Regions from separate parts of the Pogona vitticeps genome. Here region 2 is linked to region 1. Evidence: chromatin contacts called from public Hi-C data. All regions are on one chromosome and are shown on one strand. The core of a region is the stretch at or near the end of the contact, and the rest is flanking DNA. Distances in the headings are between cores, read along the strand shown. Region 1 holds the start of IRF5 (interferon regulatory factor 5). Region 2 holds the start of ATP6V1F (ATPase H+ transporting V1 subunit F).

Evidence for each region. A called contact is a pair of places that touch in the nucleus more often than the background predicts.
Region 2: a contact with region 1 is called in a Hi-C map of blood, with 3 times the contacts expected there. The contact joins the promoter of ATP6V1F here to the promoter of IRF5 in region 1. A contact is called at or near these places in 2 of 2 Hi-C or Micro-C datasets (blood and muscle).

What each region holds. Positions count from the first base shown.
Region 1 is chr5:194,683,463-194,690,863 of PviZW2.1, reverse strand. IRF5 (interferon regulatory factor 5) reads left to right here and starts at 4,526. Exons shown (of 9, transcript XM_073002434.2): 1 at 4,526-4,683. LOC140707810 reads right to left here and starts at 321. Exons shown (of 6, transcript XM_078376543.1): 1 at 1-321.
Region 2 is chr5:194,904,192-194,911,592 of PviZW2.1, reverse strand. It overlaps ATP6V1F (ATPase H+ transporting V1 subunit F), which reads right to left and starts at 4,204. Exons shown (of 2, transcript XM_020812458.3): 1 at 3,948-4,204; 2 at 518-1,762. The coding sequence starts at 4,105. The coding sequence ends at 1,561. LOC144583190 (a long non-coding RNA gene) reads left to right here and starts at 2,358. Exons shown (of 2, transcript XR_013536847.1): 1 at 2,358-2,946; 2 at 7,331-7,401.

The DNA of each region.
Region 1 (7,401 bases), core at 3,277-5,776:
ATGAAATAAACCAACGAATGCACAAAAACAGGAAAAGTTTACGCTGCCTGAATCCACCCCTCTGTTGAGGTCTACAAATAATTCAGGAGAGATTCATAGCAACCGTTTGGCGCCCGCAAATATTTCACTGATCTCTTCTCCTAAGCAATAATAAGCCGGAAGTGTTCTAGAGATGGTAGAGGGAATTATGTCTCCTGGAAAAAAAAAACACACACATAAACTCAATACATTATCATCTCCAGAGACCTCTCATTCTTGATGCACTGTTAGAGGAGCTAAAAGGCCCTCAAGGTCTCCCCCTACCCACAACATTTTAGGCTGCTTGCGCCTTTCACCCCTCTCCCAAGAATCCTCTTTCTTCAAACGCACTGCTTTGGGGAGAAAGGGAGAAAAGCAAAGGCATGCAGCAGCAATGCACTTCAATGGACATTGGTGCTGCCCAACACCTTCTAACGAACTCCGGACTTGAGAGGCTGCCAAGCCTCTGGCCATGATATTTCACCGCTAGGTGGGAAAAGCAGCCGGGCCGGGTTCTCGGCCCCGGAAGGGCCGACAGTAAGATACTGTGGGAGTCGTAGTCCAAAACAGGTAACCTCACTCTCAGAGGGTCTTCAGTCCAGCCCAGGGTCCGTGGGACAACGAGGGAAGGGTCGTTCCGGGCTTCCCCGTCAGGATTGCTAGCCGTGTTTTCCTTCCTCACCTGCTTTCTCCTGCTCCACGCGGGCGTGAGAAACTCAGCGTAAGATGGACCTGGGACAGCTTGGAAAAGTATTTGGGGGTTGAGCCTTTCCAGAGAGTTATATCTGTCTGTGGCCTTTCTCCCTGCGTGACAGGCAGAGCTGAGAAAGGTTATCTTTTCGAACTGCGACTCCCAGAATCCCCTCAGCCAATTCGGGGTCTTCTGGGTGCAACACAGGAGCCCTAGGGATGTTTTGAGATGCTGCAAGGGAGATGGTAGACCATGCCAATCTGGGAAACGTCCCCCCCTTTTTCGACTACAATGCTCAGAATCCCCTGGCCAATGATGCTTCGAGATTGGAGTCCTCCAGGCAGAACACAGGAGCCCCCTTTTGAGAAGCAGCAAAGGAGAACTTAGAACATGCAGAGCAGGAAAACGTTGCTTTCTGGGACTACAGCTCCCAGAATCCCCCAGCCAGCTATGCTGGCTGGGGGATTCTGGGAGTTGTAGTCCCCCCAAAAAAGGCAATGTTTCCCAGCTCTGCTGCTTATACATTTTCTCACTTTCTTTTTTAAAAGTTTCCCAGTGCATTAGGAGGGGGAATAATATATATATATATATACACATATATAATCCCAGGAGTAGCAACTGTCTCCAAAACGTCCTCTCTCTCCCCCCCCCCCCAAAAAAACATCCCCCTTCCGAATCCCAGTCCAGAGCTCAGCGCTCCGTTCACACCCCAGCCCCTTTGGGCCCCTTGAGCCTACCTGGCAGGGTTGTTGTTCTGAAGTCAATAGAACCTGGCAGGGAGGGGTGGGGGGTTGTTGTTGTGAAAACAACAGGGAAGGGGAAGGGGAGGATGCAAAGCGTGCTCCCTCTGCCCTCGGGGGCCCGGAGGAACACTGGGGGGGGGCGGGAGAGGGGGAGTCTCGCTGCCCTGCGGGGGCAACCCGGCTCTCTCCTGCCCCAGCAAAGGGTCCAGCGACCGAGTCCACCAGCAAAGCAAGCGACACTCTACAGTGTGTAGCTCTATGGGCCACGCTGAGAGTGACGGGCAATGAAGGCCCGCCTCCTCGGCTTCCGAAGTCCGCCCACCGGGGGGGGTGGGACCGGCGCTCCGCAGGCCGTGGCCAATCACAGGGAAAGGGAGGGGAGGGAGGGGCGACGAGAGCCAGTGGGCGTGGCTAGGCCTTAAAGGGACCCGCTCCATTTGGGGGGGGGGGAGGTTAAAAAAACCGAGGAGGAGATGATTAGCAACAAATCATCCTTTTGAAAACGGCGAGTAGTAGGCGTGGCTCCTTCCCTAACTCCCCGAGCCAGAGTATGAGGGCGTTCATTTTTTTGTGTACTACAACTCCCAGAATCCCCTAGTGGGATAGTGTGGTTCCTTGGACTACAGCTTCCAGCATTCTTCAGCCAAAATGGCCATGGTTCATGTGTGTAGTTGTTGTTGGGGGGTTCTGGGAGTTGTAGTCCAAAAAAAAATCAAACTTTTCTATCTTCTGCTTCCTGGAATGGAGCTGAAGATGGCTGGCTGCCCGCCTTGCCTTTATTCTCCCTGAAGTTTCGGCTTCTTTCTTTCTTTCTTTCTTTCTTTCTTTCTCGGGGTGGAGAGCGGCCCATGTCTTTGCCACTGACAAAGGGACCGGCCTTGGTCTCATCCCTTAGCCTGAGAGGCCGTTACTATACAAAGAAGGAATCTTGATTGGCTGCTTTTGTCCAAATCCTGTTTCTTTCTCTCTCTGCGGAGGAGAAGGTGCCGGTTCCCATCATCCCCCATGCGGCAGGCGCGGGTGGTGAGGGGCGACTGGGAGTTGTGGTTGAACCTCTGGAGGGGCATCGTCCCCTGTTCCCATGGGTTCCTATCTGTGATTTACGAGAGGCGAAAAGGCAGCGGAAGGCACCCCTGCACACAGAGAGGCACTGGATTTACGCTGAAAAATCTTCACAGCCGAGGAACCGAACATGTCACTCCTTTGGACTACAAACCACCACCACCCCCAGAATCCCCCAAACCAGAAACCAGAATCCCCAAACCAAGAAGTCTAAAAGATGACTTTTTCAAAGCCTGATCCCCTTCAATAATTAGAGGCAGTTCATGAACCAACAAATCTGATTGTGCAACACCCCAAGATTTGTGGGTGGGGGGCTCCCACTCCAAGGCCCCCCCTCTGTTGTTGTTTGTGTTGTGTGTTTTTTTAGCAGAGTGGGAGCAACCTCCGGCCTGGTGCAGAGCGAGAGAGGACCTGGAAGCTTGTGCCCCACGTTCGGACGTGCTCTTTGGCCCTAACAAGGTGGGGATGGCAAGACCCCGGCTCTCCGATCTTGCTGGGCCATCGTCCCACACCACTGGCTGTACTGGGGCTGATGGGCATCGTAGTCGTTCAACATCTGGAAGGTGAGGGTGTTTGGTGTGTGTGCTAGCAGAGGGATGAGGCCATTGAGAGTAAGACCGCTTCGATGGTGGAACGGAGGATGTGACGCGGAGGCCGGCGGACGCGGCTTCCTTAGCTGTTTTCCTGCAGAGGTAGGGTGGCCACCAGTCGGGGAAGCTTTAGCTGCAGATTTCCCACTTTTGGCAAAAAGGAGGGTTGGACACGGTGGCCCCTCCTTGTCGAAGGGGTCGCTTCCTGCTCTGCAGTTCTTTGCAATATTGGCGTGAGACTCGCTGGATTTCCAAAACGAAGAAGTAAAGCTTTAGCGTCACAATCTGAACATCCAGAAGGAGTTTCTTAGACATCGCAATTCAAGGGGATGCTAGAGCAGAAAATAAAGAATTGGAAAAACTAAGGTGGTCCTGGCCATCGAAACTTCTTGCCTCTGGAAGAGACTTACTTCACGGGTCCCCGTCGTCATTGGGGCTTTGGGAACCATATCAAGAAATCACACACAGTGTTATAAGCAGTTGCAGATCTCAGAAATCACACCGTCAGAGCTAGAAAAACCTGGCAATATTAGAAACAGCGTACATACTGCGCCAGTGTTTAATGGATCCTTAGGTTGTTGGTTGAAATCTGAATTTTGAAATTCGAATGATGATAACTATGACGATGACGATGACGATGACGATGACAATAATAATAATAATAATAATAATAATAATAATAATAATAATAATAATAATAATAATAATAATAATAATAATAATAATAATAGGAACAGTACACATACTGTGCCAACATTTAACAGATACTTTGGTTTTTGGTTAAAACTTGTATCTCTTATATACCAGTCAATGCTTTTGTAGCTCCCCCCCCTTTTTTTTTAATTAAGGAAAGTTAATAATGATGACACTTAACATTAAATGTGTATACATTGATAGCTTTGATAGACTGCTTGGAGTTTTTGAAGAATAAGAGTAAGACTAGTCAATGTTTTTCATAATTTTGACTGTGCCTGGAGTTTTTGACTACTACTGCGTGCTTTGGTCCATGGGGTCATGAAGAGTCGGACACGACGAAACGAACGAAACGAACTACTACTACTACTACCACTACCACTACTACTACTCATCATCATCATCCTGGAGCGACAGCTGGTTTCCTGGCGGGGGAGGCCGGGGCGGGGGCGGGCCTGTGGGCGTGGCCTGCTGGCCCAGGTGAGTGGGAGGCGGGGCGCCGCCCCCAGGTGCCGACAGGTGAGTCGCGGGCGGGGCGCTGCCTGCCTGCCACTCGGCTGCTCCCTATCGCCCCTTAAGGTCAAGTTCCCTTCTTTTCTTTTTTTGGAGGGGGGGGAAAGGAAGGGACTCCAGGTCCCATCATCTCCCAGCCAGCGGGGCTCGGGTCTCCCGGGCCGGCTCTCCTGTCCGGAAGGGAGGCGCGGCCCCGGCTCCGTCCCTCCGTCCCTGGGCGGCGGGGGCGGCGCCGGCTTCTCCCCGCGGAAGACGGGCCGGGGCTGCGGAGCCGAGCCGAGCGGAGCGGAGCGGCTGGGGGACCGTCGCCTGCCTCGGGCGGCGTGGGATCGCGGGCGGCCGAGCCGGTCCGGGCTCCGACGAGAGAGGCCAGGTGGGCAGCGCGGGGGGGCGGGGGCGGGGGTCTCTGTGGGGCGACGGGGGAGGGGATGCGCCCCCCCACGGACCTTCCACCCCACCCCACTTTCTCCTCTCTCTCTCCTCTCCCCATTGATTTCCTCCTTGTCAAGGCGGTAAAAGCTCCGGGCTTGCTTTCTTTTTCTCCGCGCATTTTTACTTTCCGCGCATTTTGCAATTTTGAAAAAAAAGGAGGAAGGAAAAAAAGGGGGGGGGAAACCCGAATCGCACCGGCCGCCGAGGCTGCTCTCCTTTTGGCTCAGGATCGCCCCGGACCGGTTGGGTCCGCGGATCGTGGAGGGATCGTGGAGGGATGGAGCCGTCAATCACATCCCTCCCCCCCGCCCGTCCGCCTGCCTCCGCTTCTTCCTCGGCTGGCGGGACCCCTTTTCAGAAACAACCAAAGCCCTTTACCCTTAAAAAAACAACAACAAAAAAATGGGGAACATCCTAAATTCAAGGCTAAAACGGATCTCCTTCACTCGAACCCCCCCCCCCCCCGATTCCTGAGTTGTGAAAGTGGTGGAAGGAACTACACCTTCTATCATCCCCAACTGGCTATACTTATTAGGGATTGATGGGAGAGGTGATTCAGTGCACCTGGAGGGGTGGGGGGGGGGAAGCCGGCTGGTGGTGGTGGTGGGGGCTTCTGCAAGGCGCCTCTCCTATAGGAGTGCCCCAAGGGTGGCTTGGGACCAGAGCTTTCCTTTGGGGAGGGCACCTGGTTCTGACAAGGATGGGGGGCAGCGCCGACATATGCATCTGCATCCCAAGAGGACGGGGGGGGGGGGAATCCTAGCCAGGGGGCTTGCGGTCAGTTTTCTGAGCACGACACCACTATTTATTCCCCAGGAATTTCTTGACCCGTTGTTGAGGACCTCCTGTATCGGTCGTTGCTCTACGGGTTTCTGCTCGCCAGCCCTTGGAAAGCGCATGGGTGGCCATTGTGGTTAATGAAATGGCTCTTTCCCGTTTCCCCTTTCGTTTTGCTTCCATATTGTACCCCATATGTCTGAAGACAGGAGCCAGAACTCACACAAGCGCCTGGCCAAGGAAACCCCTCTCGCTCTCTGGCTCTCATGGATCGGGTGGGCAGAGCGCATGGCTTTGGAGCGGGAACCCTGCATGATGGTGGATGCTCCCACTGGCGGATGCTCCCACTGGCGTTACAAACGGTGCCCTCTGGCCGCTTCTGGCTTATTGTGACTCTCACACAGGTATTGAGGTTTGCTGGATGTTCGGGTAGAGATGTTATAATGGCCAACCCCCACCAGTGAGATTCCGTAGCTGGACTGGGATTTGAACCCAGGCCTCCACCTCAAACCCAGTCGGACACCCCGCCCGTAACACCACACTGACTCTGGTCGAGTTAAAATGACAACTGCTTTTATGTAGGGGAACGGATAAAATTTCGAAACAGTCGCTCTGAGCGTAACAGCAAAGCCGGACGTCTGACCGCACGAGGAATTGACTATAATTTTATGCACACCCGGCCCTTTCGAAAGGCAGGAGGTGGTTTGTGGTGCCTGTTCGTAAAGAGGCACTTTTGTGTGTTGTGATTTCGCATTCAGGGTCCCAAAACTGCGTCCAAGAAGCAGCACAGGAGAGAAGGGCTTGTCCGAACCCTGGTTGGTGCCTGCTCCAAAGGTCCAGAATTCAGTTCCTCCCGAACTCCCGGGGATATTCACTGGGATAGCGAGCGGTCTAGCCTCCGCTTTGCGTCTTAGCCTCCCTCACAGGGACGTTGTGATGAAGAAGGGAGGGAAATGGAATAGGAAGGCCGCGTCCACCACCTTGAGCAGGTTGGAGGAAAGGCGAGCCACGTGGACTGATGCATAAATAAATGCATCTGGATGTGGGACCGTTTCACAAGGAGGTTGTGTCTCCTCTTGGCTGAACTCCGGCGGGCGCCCAAGGCCCTCCCTCGCCAAACGCTGATTCTGGCTTTGATTTTGTTCCTGTATGTCAATAATGATGGCGTTCTTCATCCCATCTCTCCTCTGCTTAATCCGGAGATAAAAAGACCAAAAGCAAAGGTGCCTTATCTTTTAAGTGGTGGAAAGACAAACACGGGGAAATGCGATCAGTTGCGGTTTCAGTGTGTTCTTTCGCCCGTTTTGATTACAGAGGCTTCCTAAAATGGGTAACTAGGAGCGGAGCATAAAAGATGCACCCTGGGTCTCTTTCAATCTCTTCTTTGGGCATCTTCGCGGGGCCGGTAATGAATTCGAGGGATTCTCTGCTAGAAGAGATGGGCTTTCCATGGCTTTGAAAAGAGATCAGGTAAAAACGAAGGCGATCCAACAAGCGTTTGTCGTATAACTTCAGTTTGTGCTATCGAGAGAGGTAATAAAATTGTGGGGTGGTAGGGGATAGAACCTTCATGTTCAAGAGAAGTGTACCCCTGAATATCCTTTGTTGGGGAACAGCTCTCAGAACCGAGGGCTGAGGTCCTGACACCTTACTTGTGGGTTTCCCTAAAGGCACTGCGGACGTTCTTAGGCCACGAAGGAGTTAATGCGTCTCGGAAATGCATTAATTAATTAATTCTTCAGATGTTGAAGAAGAGGAAGGAGAAGTGAGTGGCCTCAGCGCAGGGCCAGGTGAACAAACAGGGCCGGCGGCTTGGAATAGCAGAAGAGAAACTGATTTTTCTTGGAGATGTGTTGAAAGCGACAGGAAGGCCGGAGGTCGA
Region 2 (7,401 bases), core at 2,955-5,454, 220 kb before region 1:
TTCAAATGATGGCCATCATCTCCCTTTGAGACACGTGTCATTTTTTGATGTGCCCACCTGGCAATGTCACTTCAGGTGCACATAAACTGTTATTTTAGCAGTGCTTTGAATGTGAACAGTTAGCTACCCTGGCCTCTCACAAGAAAGGATGGGATATAAGTTAATAAGGACAACAATGCGTCGTTCTTCTTACAGGGGGCTGGTACTGTGGTTCTTTGATCCAAACTTCCCTCCAGGGAGCTAAAAGATAGAGTTCCACTTCGCATCGCTGAATCCCCACAAGGTAGAGCAGGCAGAGAGTGGAGAAGCCAAGGTCAGCCGGTGAGTTTCACCCACAAGTGGGGACTGGAATCCACACCTCCCCAGTCCTGCACAAACACGGACGAGAGGCCCCTCCTATCTAAGGCTGGAAGAGCAATTGTCTCTCACACACAGAAACCCCACTAAGAAATCTTCAAGTCCTCAGCCATTAATTGCCAGGGGCCGACGAGTACCATTACAAAGAAGAAACGAGAGAAAGGGCTGAAAGGGTTCTTTTTAATTTGCACTGAACTCCACTACAGCAAAGCGTCGGCAAATACGGTTGTTTCTATTAGAGATAAAGTTACATGAGATTCCAGAGTGCCTGCATCAAGAGAAAGCCAAGGCTGAGATAATAAATAATTCACTGACATTCACCATCTGATGTGGGTATTTTATTACAGACTGGAGATCAGAACAGACAGTATATTTTTCAGGGTCCCCCCCCCCCTTTTAAAATTCCAGTTTTAGAATGCTTTAAAGCAAGCGAAACTGAGCTAACCATCTCAAGTAGGGGAGGTATATGGAGAAGGCAAGAGAAATCCCTTTCTGTGTTACAAACATTTCCCAGGTTGCTTCAGCAAACACGAAGGGCAATTCCATGAGACCGGTTCTACGCAATCCCATCCTTTCTGATCAAACAGGGTCATTCAGAGGGAACTGGAGCATATCAACAATTAGCTACAATTGCAGATCACATGTCTGGCCCTGGGCAAAAATAATAATGTAATAATACATGAGCCACTTAATAAAGATGGGCTTTAGGTGTGTAAGAGGAAGCCGTGGATGGGAATGAGCATCCGAGCAAGACACGGAGTGGGGCCGGGGAAAGCCCCCCAGGGCGTGGAGGAGAGGCTCAGCTATGCTGTGGGCTTACTGCTTCTCCAGCAGAGAAAAGCTGAGGGCAAAAGGAACTGCCAGCTCCCTGGATCTCCTGGGCTCCCGTGGGGAGGGCAAACAGCCCCACCCCACAGTGAGCCACTGCAAACAGGGGAAAGGTAGGAGACACAAGGCGAAACAAAGCCAAGACTGGAAAAACCCTAGAGGCTGGTGTTGTGTCCCCCCCCCCCCCACCAGTCTTACAGGGCAGCGAGAAGACAACAACGAGGGTGGAGACATTTCTGCAGCAAATATATCCACACGAGACAGGGAGAAAAAGCTCTTTATGGAGCCAGTGGGGTCGAGCAGGAGCTGATGCTGCTGGTGGGGGCAACGAGGAAGGAGACCGCCTGTCCTTTCCCCCAACTCTCTCCTCCACAACTATCGCAAGTCCTCGGCTGTGAACATGCCCTTGGCCCGGCGCAAGATGGAGTCCTTGGAGGCATCGTACGGGTGCTCCTTCGAGGGGATCTCCAGCACGGCTGGGATGGACTTGGTGTGCGCGTCGATGGCGTGCCGGATCATCTCGGCGATGAACTGGTTGATGAGGATGATGCCAATGTCGTCACGGGACAGGAAACCCCTGAGGACAAAGAACAGGTCAGAGCTAACAGCAGCTAGAGCAACTGCGTGCCATCAAGCCGATCCTGACTTACAGGAAACCTTTCCAAGCTCTTCTGGACTAGGGAATATTCAGAAGCGGTTCACCTTTCCCTCCTCCTGGGAGCAGCCTGAGAATAGCCATTTCCACGGGGCCCTGGTCTGGTATGAACTGGAGGAATCGACTTTGGATTGGGATATCCCCCCATCCGGCCAACCAGCCTCAAAGACCAGTGGCCGCATGAGAAGTCAGGGTGCAAGCAACTCAAAATAGCAAGAAATCCGCAGCCTGGGTTGCGCACCGAATAAAGGATACCACCTTGAAAGTCTGCGCAGGCCTCCGCTGCAAGCCAATAGGAGGGGCTGGGATCCATTGGGAAAGAGAGGGCCTCCTCCCGAGCAGAACCAAGCCCTCCTCTCCTAAGGGAAGACCCTGCCAGTGTGAGTAAAGTGTGGGGCCCAAGCACCTGCGCCCACCCGTGTTCCACACCCCATCTTGGGGCATGCGGCCACAGGCGACTCAACCTCCACATCGTAGGCCAGCCATTCCTTTAGCAATCCAATTATTACAGTATAGACGCCCAATTCTCAAAAAGCCTGATCCTGGTTTATGTCTGTTAGCGCTTCCAGGAGCTGGTTGGCGTCTGAAGCACCCGGAGGGTCAAACCCACTCAACCAGAGTGGGGGAAAGGAGGCCCTTCAGATGATGGCACATTTCATGCTCTACCAGCTCCTGATGACAAACAAGGCCAACAGTAAGGCATGGAGAAAGCAGCGTGTTTGCCACCCGAGAAGAAGGTATGGATAAAACCACTTCTGATTTCTCGCTGTCAAGGCCGGGCTCAGTAAGAGAGGAATCCGGCTGGCTCCTGACCAAGGCCCCGGAAGGACCTTCTGCCGGAAGAGGAGACCTTATTCTCTCAAGAACGGCAACCGCTCTGCGAATCATGCCATGCCAGAGAAGCGTTGCTGTGAAAAGCTTCACCAAGGTCACCGTGACGAGAGGTCGGTCTTCACCAGATAAAGCAGGACAGGGAGACCAGGTGGAAGGACGTGAACAAGCCAGCGGTGTTTGTGGGTAAACACAAGACGGGCTGAACCCGGTTCCCTTCGGAGAAGCCGAGAGACGACAAGCGGCAGGATGTCCTTGCTTCACAGGCCAAGGAGGTTCGTTCCGAGGGCAAAGAAAAGGGACCGTTTTCCTGACTCCAGACTTGGGAACTGGGCTGCGGGGGGCAGAGGCGTGTTCGATTCCTCCACGGCGCTTCTGTTTCCTCTCCTGTGACAATGATTCATAAGTCACGGGAATGCCCAGCAAGGAAAGAAGGTGTTGGCAGCAAAAGGGGAAGCTCTCCCTTGGGGGGGTGGGGTGGGGGGCACCCACAGGCCCAAGCCTCTCAAAGCACCCCATGGAGGGAGGAGGCTCGGTCCAAGCACCCCCACCCCACCTATTTGAGATTCCTTGGCTTCCCTCCAAAGCTTCCAGCAGGTCCTCCATTTTATGGACTGCAAGTCCCAGAATCCCCCAAGCCAGCTTTGGGCGGAGTGGATTTGGGTTCCAGCTGCTAGGTTTGGCCTCCAGCAGTCACAGGAGAAGGGGGATTTTTAAGGAGAATTCAGGGGTGGTGGTGGCAGAATAATTTAATTTTTGGACAACAACGCCCAGAAGCCCCCAGCCAGCAAAGCTGGCTGGGGGATTCTGGGAGTTGTCGTCCAAAAATGGAGGAGCTGGAAGGGGGGGGGGACTCTGGTGCTTTCCTACAGCTCTTCCATGAAATACAGAGGGAGGAATGGCTGCTGCTTCTTCCTCCTGAATCCCCACAAGTTCCACCAGTCCCCATTAACTGCTATGGAAACCCCCCCCTTCACATGGAATGGTTTGGTCTCTCCTCCTCCCCCCCCGTAACAGCCAATGGTCTCTTCCTCCTGCCCCCCCGCCGCCGCTATTTCCCTCCCTTCCATCCATCCATCGACTCCCCCCCGCGTCGTCCTCCCAGAATGGTCGCGTCCCCCTTCTTCAATCCCCCTCCCCATTCCTCCCAGCCTAGTGGGCTCTTCCTCGCTGTTGCCGCGGCAACGGCTGTTCCGACGGCTTTTCTCTCCCCCCCGCCCCGCCAAACCGCCGTTCCCAGGTCATCGCCCCCTCCCTCCTTCCCTCCCTCCCTCACCGGAAAGCCTCCTCGATCTCGGCCAGGGCCGTCTCCTTCTCCACCACCAGGAAGTTCGGGCGGCGGTGCTTGTCCAGCTCCCCGACCCCGCCCAGGAGGAACCCGGTCACCGTGTCTTCGTCCCCGAGGACGGCGATCAGCTTCCCCCGGCCGGCCATGGCTCCCCGAGAAACAAGCGCGGGCAGACGAAACGCACAAACGCTAATAATGACCCCAAGGCGTCCCCGTAGCCAGCTCTTATAGGAAGGCGCAGGCGCGTGAGGCGGAGGGGGGCGTGCCTACGGGCTACGCATGCGTGTCCCTAAGGCAGCCGCCAGCCCGTGATCTTCTCCGCAGAGATACGAAATATAGAGGTGTGAAACAATTGACTTCCGGGTTTACTCGGCCCCCGGTCTGGTATGCGCATGCGGGGCCCTGCTCCCTGGCAGAGGACGGAACCCTGCAAGCTTGTGATGCGATTTGAAACTACAGTATTCTAAACTGCATTAGGGCAGCTAGATAATTATGTGTGTGCTGAGACTTATAATGACCCTAATGGGGCTTTAGCGGCAAGTGAGATACTTTACGGACTAGTTTTATCAGTTCCACTGGTCCCCCCCCCCCCGTCAATTCCCAGGGCTGAGCAGGGATTCGAACCCAGGTCTCAGAGTCCTGGTCCGGCACTCTATCCAATGCGCCACACTGGGAATCTAGATAAGCAGCAACATATAAATATAATAACTATAAATAATAATAATATAGTTGGAGAGTGAAGTGAAAGCTGCTCAGAAAGCACTAGGAAGAAATAAATCACCAAGGGTAGATGGAATACCAATAGAGTGGTGTGGCGGAATGTGTCTTTGGTGGAGCATTTGTTCACCCTTTTTATGTGCCAATTGTTTGATCCTTGTTAGTTATTTTTGTACTCACTGCTTTAGCTTTGAAGACAGTCTTTTTCTGGTATAAGCTGCCATGGGTCTTTTTTTAAGGAGAATGGCGGGGTAAAAATATTTTAAATAAAATATCAGGAGTGTGATTTGGAACAATGAGAAAGTTAACATCTGCAGCTCGTTCCTACTGATCTCAGAAGGTGGGGGGGAAAGCCTGTTTCATCCATCCTCTGGAAAGAAAGGAAGCTCTGATCCATCCATTTTGGCCCCCGGAGAAAAACAATTCCAGCATCTGGCCCAGGGTAGAGCCTGGATAAAGGCAGCCTCAGGAGCAAAAGGATTTTTTTTAAAAAAAAAAATTATTAAAATTTTTATTAAACATTCTTTAAAAAAAAAAAGCTTATACCAGAAAAAGACTGGTGTTTTTTTTTAAACAAAAATAGTTTTTGAGCTCTCCAGGTCTCCTCGGCTGATGAGGTGTTTTTAAAAATAGGAGGGTGGTGAGGGCAAAGAACGTCTGCCTGGATAGGGAAGCCAAGGTGTCGTAGAAGGAAACAAGGACTTGAATGTGTGTGTGTGTGTGTCCCCTTTTTTTGGAACTGCAACTCCTAGAATCCCCTTGCCAGGCATGGGAATTGTAGTCCAAAAAGAGAGAGAAAGAAAACAGGGAAAGGAAGAAAGGAACATTTCCATGCTCTGGAATGCATGATTAACAGCCCACTAGGAAGGGTTTGGAAATGTTATTTTTATGGAATGACTCTTAGTACTTTTAAGATCCTTGAAAGGCTGTCCTACAGAGAAAGGGCAGGATCGGTTCTCGATCATCCCAGCGTGCAGGACACACAACAAGGGGCTCAAGTTAAAGGAAGCCAGATTTCAGTTGAATATCAAGAAAAACTTCCTGACTGTTAGAGCAGTACAACAAAGGGAATCAATGACCTTAAAGGGGAGGTGATGAGCGTTCCAACTCTGGAGGCATTGGAAGGTAAATGGGACCACCAATGATCAGATCTGCTTTGATTTGGGATTCCTGCCTTGAGCAGGGGGTTGGACTGGATGGCCTTACAGACCCCTTCCAGCTCCGTGATTCTGTGATCACAGTCCCAACCCCCAGCCAGCCTGGCTGATGGGAGATGTAGTCCAAGACAATAACGTCTCTAAGCTCAGCCCCTGATAGTCTGCCCTGGACCAAACCTTCTGGGCTGAGATGGAATGCCTTCGCCTGGGGTGAGCCGAGCAGCGGGTGGCACAGTGGTGCAAGGACACCATCGCAGGCCTCCTGAGTCCCTTTCTGTCCCTCTGGCCATGACGCTGTGCTGAGCGTGCAACTCTGGAGGCCGCAAGCAGCACTTTCAGGAAGGCCCCCCCCTCCCCCCGGTTCTACCATTGCTTTTCAAGAGGGGCTCGGCTGACCTTCTGTCTCTTGTTCTTGACCAAAAGCTTTGTACTCAGGAGGGCCATTTGGCTCAATGGCTGAAGAACAAGGGTGGCCAAAACGTGGGACCGGAACGAAAGGCAGCTGCCTGGGGCTGCCACCATGTCATATCCCGACTCCCTCCGACTCCTCCTGTCCCACCAAAAAATAATTCTGTCCAGCCAGAAGAAGAAATGAGCCCGAAATTCTTCTGTTCATCCAGATACTACAGACCAGCTATGCTCAACCTTTTTTGGGGGGGTAGGGGGGGATGGTTCTTTGAAGGAGATCTTGCTCAGCTGTGTGCAAACAAGATTAACCGTGCAAATGGGTGGCTCTGTGGCCCCCTTCAGGTGTGCCAGCGGACACTCCTTCCCCCCCCCCCAGGGGAGGATCTGGCCCCCGTGGAGGACGGCTGCAATAGACCTCTGGTTCTCAGAAAGCCTGGTCCTGGTTTATGCCCGTTGGAGCGTCCGGGAGTCGGTCTCTGCAGCACCTGGATGGCCCCATGGAGTTACCCCAGGGGGGAGGAAGCGGAGCCCTCCAGAGAAGGGTAGATTTTTTATCTCAGCAACCGGCTGCCTAAAGGGGGTTCCTAAAAACAGAGGAGCTGCTGTTGTTATGTCAGTTTGTCGGCTTTTTAATATTGTGAGCTGCCTTCGGTCCTCTCGAGGAGGATATTCCAAAGCATTCCTTCAGCCATACTCTGGGCCTGGGGTCGGCAGGCGCCTTTCGGCAGAGAGATCCAGGGCGAGAGCAATGGATCTCTCTGCCGATGTTTCTTGATTTCCTTCGAGAGGTGGCCGTGAGCTGAGAAGTTCCTGCCAAGCGGCGCAAAGGCAGGAACCAAACCACCGTTGCCCTCCACCTCCCGAAGGAGCCCCCCCCCCCCCCGAGAGCTTTGTGTAATTCTTAGATCCCTGTCGATCCCAGCCTTTCGGATAGTCTTCCTCTGATGGCGGGGAAAAGTGGTTCTAAAGGCGTGGTTCCCTATGCTTTTTTATTTATCATTATTTATATGTTCTCCTTGTTCCTAAGGTCGCTTTCCTGTTAACGGGACTGCTCCCTGTGTTACTTTCGCTCGCTTGCTGTGGTTTTAGGTGCTGCAAATCCTGCTCTCGGCGCAGGGGAAGAGAAAGGCAGGGCGCCTGTTTGTAGAGAAATGGACGAA